Linked DNA regions of Mus musculus: all the other regions are linked to region 5. Evidence: chromatin contacts called from public HiChIP or PLAC-seq data. All regions are on one chromosome and are shown on one strand. Each heading gives the region's core, a stretch centred on a gene start, on an enhancer-like site or on the middle of the called end of the contact. The rest is flanking DNA. Distances are from core to core; before and after follow the strand shown.

Region 1 (2,700 bases), core at 173-2,672, 930 kb after region 5:
AGGAATTATTTTTCAATGACCTATATAATTTCATCAGAGCTGCTATGGCTATTAGCTGAAAGCAGCTGACTTCCTAATGAGATGAACTTGATAGCAGGGCCCTCCCAGAGCAGCCCACAGAGTAGTAGGCCCCATCTAAAGAAAGCAACAATTGGTCTGCCATCTCCCCCGCCCACCCCACCCCCTTCCTCCTCCTGAGAACAGCCTGTCTTCATTTGGAGCTCTTTTCTCTTAAAGGAGGGGATGTGGTACCCCCTGCGCCTGGATGGCTAGGGCTGCAATACCTGTAGAATAGTTGACAGCTGATCTGTCAAGTACAGGAGGCTAAAGCCAACCTGGGCTAATTCTCAGCACCCACTCACAGGAGTCCCAAAACTCCAAGCAAACACAGTAGCTGTCACCCCCAACACCTCACCCACCCGAGCTTGAAATAAAACAATAGCTAGCTAACCTCGCAGGAGTGGGGTTAACAAGGGAGCTTTGTTGAAACCAGGGAAAACAAGCACACACACACGCGCACATACATACATATACACACACTGATAACCATAACTCAAACTCAGTTTCATCAGAGAATTTATGAAATTGAGCAACAGTAACCCAACAATAAATTCCTCACAGCAGGAAAGTGCTGCAAGCCCAGTGGCACCGCCTCTGACTCTGGTGTATGCCAGGAAAGGTTTGGAGAGGAAGACAGACCTAGATCTCATCGTCTCTGCCAATTATTCCTGGGGGACCCAGGCGCTGCGACCCAAGGGACTGAGAAAAGAGGTGGAGAGCCTGATGACATCTTCCTCCGTCAAAACAAGCTGGCCTTCTTCTTCCAGGGTCAGTCCTGAGTAACGTCGCCTGCAGGAGCCCCCAGCGTCCCGGGTAGTCACTGGACTTCCCCAGCCGTCCTACCAGTCCTCTCTCCAAAACCTGCTCCTGCCACCCAGCAGGATGCAGGAAGGAGGTTCTCGGGACAGTCTCTTCCTCCTCCAACACCCTAAAATAAAATAAAAGCAAGCCTTCAAGCACAGATTTCTTACCTGCGTGCGGCCGCGGATCCTCCTGCTACGCAGTGTCCCCTAGACAGTCAGAAAGTTTGTGCGACGGTCCCGGGTGCGGGAGAACAACCGAGCCTCCAGCGCACAGGGCACAACAGAGGACTGAGCCGGCTCCTCTGGGCCTAACACCCAACTCCAGGCGCCCGGGCAGCTGCCCTCGGGCGTCTGGGCGCGGTGACCTCCAGCCCTGGCTTCAACTCAGTCTGAGGACCCGGGGACAAATCACCCAGCTAGAGAAGGTCGGGGCACAACTTTTCTCCAGCACGTCAGCGGGTGACGGAGCTTCGCAGGTCTCGGGCTGGTCCCCGCCCCACAGCCCGCACCCTCCGAGGCAGGGAGGTGGCAGGGGCGGGGCCCAACCTGCCGAGCGACTCAGGGGCCCCGCCCCCAGGGCCTCCACCGCCTCCGACCCCGCCCCCAGTAAGCCCCGCCCTGTCGCCCAGACCCGCCTCCGCCAGGTGCTCGGGAGACTCGAATTGCGCGACTACAGCGCGCACCGGTTTCCTAGGTGAAGGGGGCGGGGCCTCTGCGAGAAAGTTTCCACCGAAACTTGAACTGGAGCGTTGTGGAGGACGCCTCGCCCTTGGGGGCTCGCCTCTCTGGCGAACTTCATCCCTCCTCCCGCGTCACGCCTGACAGGCAGGCACGCCCGGCTGGTTTCTAGGGTTTTCTGAGGAAAGGAAGCTGCACACCGCGACGCGCGGACGTCTTAGATTTCCCACTTCCAGAAGGTTTGAGTGCGGAGCCGTACGCATCGCCCCACGCGGATTCCCTTCGCCTGGTCTCGTCTTCCTGAGATATTTGAACTTTAACATGACAGGACAGTCCCAGTAGATCTGAGGCAAAAGATGAACGTGATCTCCTTTTACTGGACTGGAAAACTCGCCTGAATGAACAGGAGGCCATTTGGTTCCAGCAAGGAAGCAAAGAGTTGCAGTTTTGCAGTTTAGTTTCTTAGGGGTAATTTTAGTCGTTCGGACCTTATTTGTGAGCTTGAGGGTATTGCATAGGTGTGTGTCGTTCATTCACTGGCAACTGTCCCCACTGCCACCCTACCTCCAGCCAAAAAGAAAGGGCTGTTAAATGAATAGTCCTTAGCAAGGATGAAAGTTCGCAACTCGGAGCTCAGGAGAATGGAGAACAGCAGGGAGGTGGTGGCCCTTTGGCACTGTGTGGTACATTATCCTCTTCCAGGGCCCAACCCTCGACCTGGGGCGACCTTTGCCTAAGGACTGAGAACAGCATGCCACGCCAGCTCTCCCCTTCAGTCTCCACGCCCTATGTGCTTGGACGGTCTGTCCAGGCTCTGCTTCCTGTACTTTAAATCCCATAGGAGGAATTTGAATCTTGGTTAGCGGCTCTCTTGCTATTTGCATTGCCCTGTGGTTAGTGTGGCTGAAACTTGAATTGAGTCCTCCTCCCAGCGGATGGGGCTACACCACAGTCTGAGAAAACGGATGTGGAGGTTTTCCACCACAGCATCCTACTGGCGCCTCACCAAATCCTGCTTCTGAGGAAGAGTCTTCCTTTGTTCTGCATGAATGACCTCCGGAGATAACCAAAATCGGGCAGATCTAGTTTTCTAATTTTCCTTGCACCCATAGCAACTGGATGGTACAAACTTCATGCTTTCTCCTACTATCTGTACATC
Region 2 (2,700 bases), core at 2-2,501, 710 kb after region 5:
CCTGGTCACCTTGGCTCTGTTGCCTAGGAAGGGCTGAAGCACACGTGGAGGGCCATCCAAAAGGGTCTTGTCACTTTCTGGCCTGGAGATCTCCTGAATGGGATCTGAAAACAGAAAGAAGACAGTTCTGGGACTCTTACATGACAAGTGTGTGTGTAAGGGGCAAGTGGATTCATGGAGGGAATAGTAGTGGGTGCAGTTCCTCTCCCGACTAGATCTGCAGACAGCCCTGATATTCTCCATGACAAGCTTGTCCAGCTTGTCATAGCTAGCACTCAGCTTGTAACACAGAACTGTCTATCTGAAATCACATACACAGGAAGAGATGTGGCAATAATACCGGGTTGGCAAGAAATTCCCAGCTAGACACTGTACTGACACCCTGAAGTCCTGATTATCTGGGAGATCAAGGAAGAAGGGTCATGTGACTCAGTAGTTCAAGATCAACCTGGGCAACAGCAAACCCCTGACTGGATGGATGGATAGATGGACAGACACAGACAGTAGGCAGACAGACTGACTTCCAATAGCTCCTGCTACCACTGCTGACAGTTGAGTGGAGACTGGGCTCATGGGAAATCTACCAAAGACACCTGTGGCCCCTCTGCTCTCCTGATACCCAGTACTGAGCCAACTACTCTACTCCTGCCAGGGCCACCCTGGTCACCAGGTGCAGCTCCTTAAACTCCTGTGTTCTGCAGCTATTGCTCTGACCTCAGCTTCCCAGAAACCCCAGCCCATTCTGTCTGGGTCCTCTAGCCTCCAGAACACAAGAAGAGTAAGAGATCCCTCTAGATCACCAGAGATAATGGGATGGACTAGGCTAAGAATTCACACAGCCATCAGGATCTAATGGCAACAAAGGGCTTGGACAGCCAGCACTTAAAGAGGGCTCCAGGGGCCTGTGTCTCCCTCAGCAACATAAATCTAAGATGGCACGAGCCCAGGTTCCAACACATCCAGCTGATTTGCATTTTTATACCAAATCGGTTCTCCTAATTAAAATGGTTCAATCTCCCTGACTGATTCCTGAGCTCTCCAGCCCTCATATGTTTGTAGGAGTTCTTTATGCCACCTCTGCCCCTCCCCAAATGATCCCATCAACCCTCCCAAATCACGGTATCCAGGCTCTTCATTATTCTGGCTGCTTTTTAGAATTCAGCCCCATTTTTCAACACTTTTCAGAGTGTTGCTTAACGACGGCACTAAAAATTCTTGACATTTATAGTACTTTCTACATCTCACTACTATAGTCTTTAGTGTTAAAAAAAATCCTCTACTTTGCTGCTTTAAATATCCTTTTGGATTAAAGCATATCACAGTTCGTGTCACAGAGAAGTTGTTGAGAATCTGTCTCCTACTATCTCTTATCAGAGCTCCCTCTAGCCCCATCAGGGGTATTAACAATGCAGAGGCCCAAGGTCAGCCTTGGTGACCCACCCACACTGGTCCTCAGACACTTCAGGTCTCCCACGAGCCATCGGAGCTCACTGGGGAAGCTGGCCTGGATCCACTGGGGATCAGAACACCCAGACTGGAATCTATGCTGTGCTGGCTGCCTCGTCCCCTGCAGCTCCGTCCCCACATTTCCCTTCACCCACATCTTACTAAGCTTCAGAGGCACTGGGACTATAGCTAAGAGCACAGATTCTGTGACCTACCTACCAGCTGGGCTACTCCAGGCAAGTGGCTTCACCTCTCTGTGCTCTCACTTCCTCTGACTGTCAGAAGCTCATGGCATTGCTATAATGATCAAGTGAGTCACCAGGTATCAATACACAGGGGCCACACTAGACTGCATGTGGCCCACTTCAGCTGCCACTCACTTCCCGAAAGCCCCTCTCTGCCCGGGTCCCTGCCCCATTCACTGGAGGCTGGCACAGGGTTTCAGCCACACACTGCTCTTTTCAAGAGCCAAGCCCCCTGAGAATGTCTCACAAACCCTGGCCAGTCTATCCAGGGAGCCTACAACACTTTGCAGAATGTGTGACCAAGGAAATAACCCCCCACTCCTCCACACTCAAGTTCTCCTTAGAGCTGCCTCTCACGCCTAACCTCCACTTCCCAACTCAACCCCACCCTGCTCGCTAAACCATGCTCTTTGTGGATTTTTTACATCTAGCGTGACTTGTGAATTGGAGATGTCACTGCTAAGGTTTGCCTGCCCAGCTTGAATCCACAAATCATTGTTCATGACACAGAAGAGCAGCAAAGGGGTCCGAAGACTTACAGGGACATCCTTCAGGCAGTTCCAGCATCCCCTGGGGTGGACCCGAGCTGGCTTACCACCAGGAGATGGCCTTTCAATGTGTCACAAGTAGGCAGATTTGAGTGATTACCCTGGCCTGGATCACCAAGGCTGTTTCCTTTGCTGTAAAATGGGTTAGCATCTAGCCACCTTCTAGAATCAGAGCTCAGTTAAAGGAGTCTTTACATTAAGTCGGGTCATGGCACTATTATTGTGTAGTTTTAATGTATTTGAGTGGGAGTTCTTTCTTCTTCCTCCTCCTTTTCTTCCTCCTTCTCCTCCTTTCTGCTGAGAAAGTAACTAAACCTCAGGAGCCAATGACCTGGTCCCTTCAGTCATCACAGAAACCTCTCCATCCTCCTGCTGTAGAGCAGGGATCCTTTTAACTGCTCCCTGAGGAGGCTGCCTTTTCCGAAGGGACACCAGGAAGTTAAGAATGCAGACGCTGACTG
Region 3 (2,700 bases), core at 155-2,654, 540 kb after region 5:
AACATGTTGGGTGATTCATAACCACCTGTAACTCCAACTCCAGGAGATTTGATGCCCTCTTCTGTCCTCTGTGCATAACTATGTGCATAGACTCCCAACACGGACACACGTGCATATGCGTAATAGTAAGTAACACAATAGAAGCCATGCAAGATAAACATAAAATAGCATTAAAGATACAATAATAATTTATTTTCATCAAAGCAGACTCTTGACCCTAAGAAGCTGGTTGCTAGTACAGACAATAAAAATACTGACAAATATATATTTAATATCTAGAGCACAGTTTGGCCAGTGCCTTTTAAATACCTTTTATTGGCCAGCTTTCTATCACTATACTGAACAACTGAGATAATCAGCTTACAGGGAGTTTCATCTTGGCTCATGGCTTCAAAGGTTCTAATCCATGCTTGTTTGGTCCCATTTCTACTAAGCCTGTGCCAGATGACAATGGGAAGAAGCAGAAGAAAGATGCTCACCCCATGGTCAAAACGTGGAAGAGGGGAAGAAGGGGCCAGGGTTCTATCTCTCCGAGGACACACCCATCAACGACCTTGCACCTCCTACCTCTGGAAGCTTCCAGTGGCTCTGATAGCACTAAGCTGTGGACTGCAGTGTCATCACATGAGAGACAGTTAAGATTCAAACTTAAGCACACCTGTTTTCTATTTCTTAAAATAGAATACTCAAAATAATAACCTTTGTTATTATTTGTTACACATGGCTTCCGAGCTAAAGGGGGATCATTTAGAGAGTTCCATTTAAAGAGAGAAGGCAAACTTCTTCCTTCCATCTGCTGTAGAGAAGTTGGCTGGTGCGGCCAGAGAGACCCAGCAGCCACCTAGAGGAGAGAAGTTGCATCCTAGGCTTTGTGCTTCAAAAACCCAGAGGCAGCTTCAGTCCTCACTAACCACTAGGACACCCCACCAGACCGTCAACCTCAGACATTTTATTTTACTTTCAAAAAAATCCACCTCATTTAAAGTATGACCTGCCAAGTTTCTGTTGTGTATAACTTAGCTGATTAGCATAAAATATGTACACACCACACATATTAAAGTAGGTATACAATGATGAAATATATGGCTTACAGTGAATAACAACCGTTCACTGAACAGAAAACCAGAGCAAACAATTGCAGGCTTAAATTTTGATGTTTGGCAGGAATAAAAATACATTTTTGTGTGTGTGGGTGGGTTGTAGATTGTGTTTACTGGCAACACCATTTCAGAAAAGTTGCCGTGTTTGCATTGAGTAAATTAATGAATGGTTAAATCACTATTTTAAGTTGAGATACTGTTTCCTGTTTTAAAACACTTTACAGAGCCGTAAATACCCCACCTGCATTGGCTCGTTCAAGGGAACCATCCCATCTGCATTTTAGCCCTCTTTGTCTTGTCTCATCCAAGCATCAGCACCATTGAAGTGTCAGTGCTGCAATCCCATCCTCTTGGTTTTAAAACGCCAGTGCCGTGCTCATTTGCATGTTAGTTGGCATAAATTTAAATATTAATTTCAGGACACATTGCCTCTAAATCCAGAAAATAAATATAGCCTTCTGCTGCATTACAATACAGAAAACCAGTATTTAGGGCTCAGGAGTGTCTAAACATTTTAAACCACCTACATTTAGTCAGGCTCAGATTAAATGTAAACATACATGCACCTTACAAATTCATTCACACACTGGTCAAATTCCAGGTTGTGAACCACCAGAGAATGTATTCCTCTCATTTATTCTCATGTGTCCAGCTATAAATGCTTCCAGTTTAGACGAGCTGATAATCTAATTTTCAAGACCGTATCGTCTGGGCCTTATTTTAGCTAAAGAGCAGAAGAACCCACCTATGACTGCTTTAAACTAAGCTGTGCGTTTATAGGCTCACTCAAGCTGGAGCCCAAGGGTGGTCTTACTTCTGGAACAATTGTGCTGAGGTGTTCAAATGATGTCTCTGTCTCTGTCTTTCAGCCCTGACTCCTCTGGCTTTGCGCTCTTACTGGTCCTCGCACATGTGCTAGGAAGGTATGTTTGGCTTTTTGATCCCACAGGTCCCCACCCATGTGCTAGGAGGACATGCCTACCAGTCCCACTGTGGGGGGTGGGGAGGATTCCTATCCAGTTTCAATCAGGTGCTCATCTTGATGGTTGACAGCTTTGCCAGAATCAAAGGCAGTTAGGAAGGATGGTTTGTTTCCAGGAGGAAAAGTAAGTTTTTTTTTTTTTTTAAATGTTGTATTGTACAGCTGGTGGGGGACGCATGCCTGCCCATTCTTAGGTTTTTGCTGAAAAGAGAATGCGCCGAATGAGCTTCCATTCCCAGTGGGCTAGCAAAGCTGGTCCTGTCTTTAAAAACTCTGGGCTGCTACCAACAGGGAATTGCTGGGATGTACAAGAGCCGCTTAATCTTTTATGTGCAAACAAATCACCTATAATTAAAAATGTGTGTGCATTTGGATCCAATAGGTTTAGAATATGGCTGTGGATCAGGTAGTACTGTAAATGCACACTGATCTGTTGTCACACTGTAAAGTCACACGATTCTGCTGGTCCTCAGACCACAGTGAATAGCAAAGGTCGATCTTTGATCACTGCCCCTGAGACCTCAGCGACCTGCCCACACCTTTACAGAACTGTTTGACCATCAGCCTTTGGTCACCACCTCAGGTCCTGTAGTGAGCCACCTTTCCAGCTGCCATTCG
Region 4 (2,700 bases), core at 36-2,535, 970 kb after region 5:
TATATACTTCTATTTGTAAGTATTTTAAATAAACTGTGTGTGCTTACTACAGGGAAATTTTAAATCCATAAGAAAGTCAATAATCACATATAATTACGACTAATTAGTGATTTGTTGAAATGCTCTTTCCAAGGCCTTTTGAGTCGGCTTCTCCATCCCTGGCTAACATTAAGGGCGAGCCAGCCTATCAGTCAGCAAACGTGGGCCAATACAGCAAGCATCTCCAGCCTCAGCTAGCTAGGATCTGTCCTCTTCTTCACGTGCAAGACTGGATATCCATCTGTTCCGTTATTTTCCTCAATAATTTTCTCCTAACTATAAAAGTGCTTTTGTTTCTTATTTTATAAAATTATAAAACATAAGAGGAAAATTAGACTTCAACAATAAGTCTACCAATTAGAGATTTTATTATGTGTATGTGCCTCTTAAACACTTTAAGAACACTAGAATCTCAAATCGTTTGGGTATCTGGACTTTGCTTTTGTTATTGTCGTTGTTTGACTGCGGGGGTGGGTATTTGTGGGCACACATATGCCTATTTTTCGGGCATTCATGAAATGGAGGTTTACATGGGAGTGACTTACCTTAACTACCTGACACCTTAGCTTCTGAGCCAGGGTCTTGCTGAACCTAGAGCGAGCTGACCAGCAGACCCCAGGGATCCTCCCGTCTGCCTCTGCAGCTCTAGGGTTACAGCGCCCTGCTTTCCAAATTCAGGTCCTCGTGCTTAGCGGCAAGCACTTTACTAGCTAAGCCACCTCCTCAATTCCCAGGCACACACACACACTTCTTTTTTTCTTTTTTAGATAAAGTCCCATTGTGAGACACAAGCTAGTCTCTAACTTGTAATCCCCCTGCCCTACTTAGCCCCCTGAGTACAGGGGGTTACAAATTTGTCACCATAACGGGCTATTTATTTATTTACAAAATTTATTCTCGTTTATCATTTTCCCTGCCTTTAAAATAATGTCTGGAACACAGTTACATAGCTGCACTGTTTTCTTTTGTATGAACATTTAGCAAGTCATTTTACCAGCCCTTCATCATTAGATATTTCTATTACTTCGAAATTTTTCCCAAGGCAAGACCACTGCGCACTGGAGTAAGGGAACGTGCAATAAGCCTGTAGTAACTGTCGTTTAATAAACCACAGAGCTTAGAACTGAGGGGCGACATGGATGGCAGGGATAAAGAATGTCTTCCCCCTGGTTCCAGGAGGTCGGTTTTTACTGCCCTAGCGAGGATTCCCTGGAACCCGCCTCTCCAGGGTTCCTACTGTCTGCTGAGCTGCACTGCATCCCTGTGGCCATGGGTGGTACTGCAGCACGGAGGCCTCAGCAAAGCTGCTTAGATTCCTTTCCTGACCGATTTTTTAAATCCAATTTAAAACTGTGACCATTTTCCTTCAACTCTCAAATTGGAAATTTACAAGCCCAAACTGATAGTCTGTGTGATATTTCCCTTGTAATAAACACTACTTTAGTGCCTTGAGCATTTAACTAAAACAAACAAAAACCTACCCAGCTGTAGCGCCCGCCCTCTCCCCCACACCGTCCTTTAGTCATATTGAAGGAAGCCCTCAAACAAGTGGAGATTATTCTTCTCTGTGGGACTTTCCACATGCTAGCAAGAACTCCTAAGGCTCGGCATTCTTTGGATTCCAGTGGGTTTGGTTGTCTTCCACATGCTACATGGACTGTAAACAGTCCTGCCCCACAATCCGATCTCCTCCCCTACAGGGCTGGAAAGGTTCCTCACGTTACCCATCCTTTCTCATATCTTGGAGACAGTAAGTCCCAAAGTGACACAGTAGAAATCTAGTGTGCAGAAACCCGGAACAAGGTGGTGTATGATACAATACATTCTCTTCATGCAGTTCCGTTATACTTAGCTCTGTCAGTGTTCCTGAGGCAACTACTAAATGGCCACAGACACTGACATCAAGAAGAAAGAGCAAGGGAGGAGAAGGAAGGTCCGAGAGATAGGCTCTCAACTGTGCACAAAGTACTGCTCCTTTCAAACTCTTCCAGTAGGGTCAAAGTTTGGAGTGTGGATGGTTTTGTTTGCTTGCTTCCTTTTTCAGTACTGCATATGGACCCATGGCCTCAGGAAAGCTAAGAAAGCGGTCTACAACTGATGCTGTACCGCCAGCCCATTGATGAGCTTAAGATGGTGAGCTCAGACACCCACATTCCCAAAAGAGTTTTTGGCTACCCACGTGACTCTAATATACCACCGGCATTGCAAACCTTTGCCTCAGAATATCTACAGTACTGAAGAGAACTCCTGAGGCTCAAGTCATAAAGACATAGTTCTAAGAGTAAGAATTTCTGAGGCAGGGGGAGCACGCCTTGAAGGCAGGACTGGTTGTAGAGATCTGCTAGGCTTGATGTCTACCAACCATTCTTTCTTCTAAAAGCAACTGATGTTCCCATGGAAACTGCTGGCTCCCTACCCAAGTCTGTCACTTGAGGTATGTGAGCTTCCTACCCTGGCTCAGGACAACCCTGGCCACTCCTGTCCTGCACCGTGCATCCAAGATATGACTTTACTTTCATGGAGCTAAACTTGCCCTTGGACTCAGTCATAGCTGAACCTTAAGGCTAACCATCTACCCTCAGCCCTTTCCACTCCTGAGCCAGCCTATCCTCCCTTTTATTGTTTTTTCTAAGTGATTTTTATTCGAGCTTTGTCATTTAC
Region 5 (2,700 bases), core at 110-2,609:
CCAGTAGAATACTAAGGGAACATTACCTATCCAGTCCATAAGAGTAAAGCAAATAGGAAAAACTGCGTAATATATTTTCTGATTAACCTACTAATAATCATCATTTTAGACACATGAAAATTTAACAGTTTTTAAATATTAGCATGCAAACTCAAAGTCTGATAATGGACCAAGTAATTTTTTTTATTTTATCTGTTTTACTTTATAGATGAAAAGAAAGTTGGACCATGGTTCTGAAGTTCGTTCCTTTTCTTTGGGAAAGAAACCATGCAAAGTCTCAGATTATACCAGGTAACGTTGAATAGAGGGGTAGGCGGGCATGTCATCTGGAAACATTTCTTTGAATTTGTTTTCGAAGAATAATAGTGCTACTGTATTCAGTGTTGTTGGTTGTTGAAATGTGTTTTAACATTACAGAAACGGGGAAGGGCATGAGGCTCAACCCAAGCAGAAGGGCTGGCACTGTCCATCTTGGACTTTCTCACTGATACTCTGATGGGAGACACATGCTGGAGTTCTTTAAACAAGATTGCAAAGTCACAATTTTAAGGACTTCTAAACAGTAAACCGCGAGGAAATGTCTCTGGTTACTATAGCAACTGCTGTTTTAGGGTAGCTACTTTCATATACCAAATCGAAGATAAATTTATTAGCAGTGAGGTAAATCTCCCGGTTACTAAAACTTACTTCATGGAATGAATGTATTAGAAATCCCCATTTATTGGCATGATGGGTTTTATGTTTTAACACATACATTTCTACACTTGTAGAATAGTTTCCATAACAACTAAATACAATTGTAGTCTTGTTTCCTTCTTCACTCCATCATTTTTGGATTTTGCGTCAGTATAAAACTTTGCCCACTCTCACGCTAATTAGACTAACTTAAGCACAATATCTCATTTCCCAGCCAATTAAACATGGTTTTGGATGTCACTTGAAATGCTGAATTTTAACATTTAAATGACAAAAGTATCTAAGAACTCTGTGGTCCCCTCCCCCACTTTTGTATAACTGTCACTTTTATTGAATAACTGGTCAGAGTGAACAGTAGAAATTCCAAGGACATTATGGTTAGGATCTTTTTTTAAAAAAAAAAATTTTGATTTAGTTATTTTTATTCTGTGAAACAGAATAAAATTAACATTGCCTAGATACAAGATTTTCTAAAACATCATTACAAATTGTCACACACCCCATACATACAGTTTGTTTTTATTTTGTTCAATTGTGGAAATATATTTAATGCTCCTGGGTAATCAAGGAATCATACTGCTTAGGATAACTTTACATACAGAAAGCTCTGGCAAGATGATGCTAAAGAGATGAAGAAAGCTTCGTTCTCTGTACAGCCCTTCTCCCCTCCCCTCTGCTGTCTGACAATTTCACTGTTGGGCGCTTGCTTCCACCAGAGGGTGTGGAGGGATAGAGAGACACCGCAAATATTCACGTCATTTTGGTTTTCCTTCTAACCTTGATGATATATTTCTCAGATGAGGAAGTTGTTTGATGTTAAACTAATTGTAAATGTAATTTTTTTAATGCACAGATTTCAGTCTGTTCACATTATTTTGGTCTTCTATTAAAGACAATACCAAAACAAAAGTATTAAATGATCAGCTGTTTTAGAATAAAACTTTTGGTACAGAACACATTCTCATAAAATTTTTGTTGCCTACTTTTTATATCAAGACAGCAACAGCCTTTTAACAAGGAATCCTACTAAAGGAGAATTAGAGTCAATACATATTTATTTCCATGTCTTTGACACAATTTTGTCAGTTAGTAACATATATGTTTGATATTCAGTAATGATTCTGACAGGTTTTTTTTTGACAGGTAATAAGATAAAACTCATTTTGTATTCTCCTGCCTCCTTAGGAGACTTTAACTATTAACACAGCCTGTTTTATTTTGGAGAAAAAGAAACTGAATTTGCTTTTGGATTTGAATGAAGGAAAGATTGATTTGCTAGTTGAATATTAGAGATTGTTGTAAATAAATATTAAAAAATTCAAAGGGTGCAGGCATAAAGATTTTTCTATAAAATAGTGATTTATGTACCGTTTTAAAAAATTAAGAGTTTCTTCATTAGCGATTTGTCAGAGGTTGAAAATCAGTTGTTATGGTACAGGTTACATGTGCTCTTTGTGTTTCTTTTTTAATTCTTTTCTTTTTGGTTTTGTTTTGTTGGGGTTTTTTTGTTGGTTTTTTTTTGTTTGTTTTGTAAACAAATTCACTGTAACCCAGCCTGACTTAGAATTCACTATGTAGCTTGCCTCAAACTTAAAATGGTCTTTCTGCCTCATCCTCAAGTGCTGTGATAACAGATGTGAGCTGTCTGCTCTTTGGATTTAAGATACTTTATTATCATAGTTCAGTGAGCTGAGGATTCTTCCACAGGTCTAGTTTTGTTGAACGTTAATACCACCTGTAAGGCAGAAATGCTCACATTACCTGGTTTGAGGTGCTTGAACCAGCTTAGAGGAGCCACCAGCGTGTCTGTGTGTGTGTGTGTCTGTGTGTGTGTGTGTGTGTGTGTGTGTGTGTGTGTGTGTGTGTGTGTGTCTGTGTGTGTGTGTCTGTGTGTGTCTGTGTGTGTGTGTGTGTGTGTGTCTGTGTGTGTGTGTGTGTGTGTGTGTGTGTGTGTGTGTGTCTGTGTGTGTGTCTGCTACAGTCTCAGGGCTGGAGCAGAAGCAC

The links. HiChIP or PLAC-seq counts read pairs in DNA pulled down with a chosen protein or histone mark.
Region 1: an H3K4me3 HiChIP or PLAC-seq map of forebrain shows a contact between it and region 5, with 4 times the contacts expected there. The contact joins the promoter of Glt28d2 here to the enhancer-like site in region 5. A contact is called at or near these places in 8 of 39 promoter capture datasets (the SN4741 cell line, cranial neural crest, embryonic stem cells and 5 more) and 1 of 115 datasets of contacts at active chromatin or transcription factors (forebrain).
Region 2: a contact with region 5 is called in an H3K4me3 HiChIP or PLAC-seq map of forebrain, with 6 times the contacts expected there. The contact joins two enhancer-like sites. A contact is called at or near these places in 3 of 484 Hi-C or Micro-C datasets (cerebral cortex and cortical neurons) and 4 of 115 datasets of contacts at active chromatin or transcription factors (astrocytes, embryonic stem cells, forebrain and 1 more).
Region 3: an H3K4me3 HiChIP or PLAC-seq map of forebrain shows a contact between it and region 5, with 18 times the contacts expected there. The contact joins two enhancer-like sites. A contact is called at or near these places in 2 of 484 Hi-C or Micro-C datasets (cerebellum and embryonic fibroblasts) and 5 of 115 datasets of contacts at active chromatin or transcription factors (SST interneurons, VIP interneurons, embryonic forebrain and 2 more).
Region 4: an H3K4me3 HiChIP or PLAC-seq map of forebrain shows a contact between it and region 5, with 7 times the contacts expected there. The contact joins two enhancer-like sites. A contact is called at or near these places in 4 of 39 promoter capture datasets (cranial neural crest, frontonasal cranial neural crest, maxillary cranial neural crest and 1 more), 3 of 484 Hi-C or Micro-C datasets (cortical neurons, embryonic fibroblasts and embryonic retina), 3 of 115 datasets of contacts at active chromatin or transcription factors (VIP interneurons, astrocytes and forebrain) and 1 of 9 other capture datasets (embryonic stem cells).

What each region holds. Positions count from the first base shown.
Region 1 is chr3:85,886,096-85,888,795 of GRCm38.p6, forward strand. It overlaps Glt28d2 (glycosyltransferase 28 domain containing 2), which reads right to left and starts at 1,423. Exons shown (of 2, transcript NM_177130.3): 1 at 1,032-1,423.
Region 2 is chr3:85,661,115-85,663,814 of GRCm38.p6, forward strand. It overlaps Fam160a1 (family with sequence similarity 160, member A1), which reads right to left. Exons shown (of 12, transcript NM_172682.3): 12 at 1-104. Among named protein-coding and RNA genes, the nearest start is that of Gm40082, 50 kb to the right of the region's middle. Within about 2 kb of position 1,252, at least 10 of the 459 cell types and tissues checked have an H3K27ac peak or open chromatin away from gene starts, as enhancers often do. A contact at or near this core is called in cortical neurons and forebrain, where this site is marked.
Region 3 is chr3:85,494,902-85,497,601 of GRCm38.p6, forward strand. No RefSeq gene overlaps it. Among named protein-coding and RNA genes, the nearest start is that of Gm31419, 4.5 kb to the left of the region's middle. Within about 2 kb of position 1,405, at least 5 of the 459 cell types and tissues checked have an H3K27ac peak or open chromatin away from gene starts, as enhancers often do. A contact at or near this core is called in forebrain, where this site is marked.
Region 4 is chr3:85,922,881-85,925,580 of GRCm38.p6, forward strand. No RefSeq gene overlaps it. Among named protein-coding and RNA genes, the nearest start is that of Gm26204, 16 kb to the left of the region's middle. Within about 2 kb of position 1,286, at least 76 of the 459 cell types and tissues checked have an H3K27ac peak or open chromatin away from gene starts, as enhancers often do. A contact at or near this core is called in forebrain, where this site is marked.
Region 5 is chr3:84,954,667-84,957,366 of GRCm38.p6, forward strand. Fbxw7 (F-box and WD-40 domain protein 7) reads left to right here. Exons shown (of 14, transcript NM_001177773.1): 5 at 209-291. Among named protein-coding and RNA genes, the nearest start is that of Gm30944, 67 kb to the right of the region's middle. Within about 2 kb of position 1,360, at least 6 of the 459 cell types and tissues checked have an H3K27ac peak or open chromatin away from gene starts, as enhancers often do. A contact at or near this core is called in cortical neurons and forebrain, where this site is marked.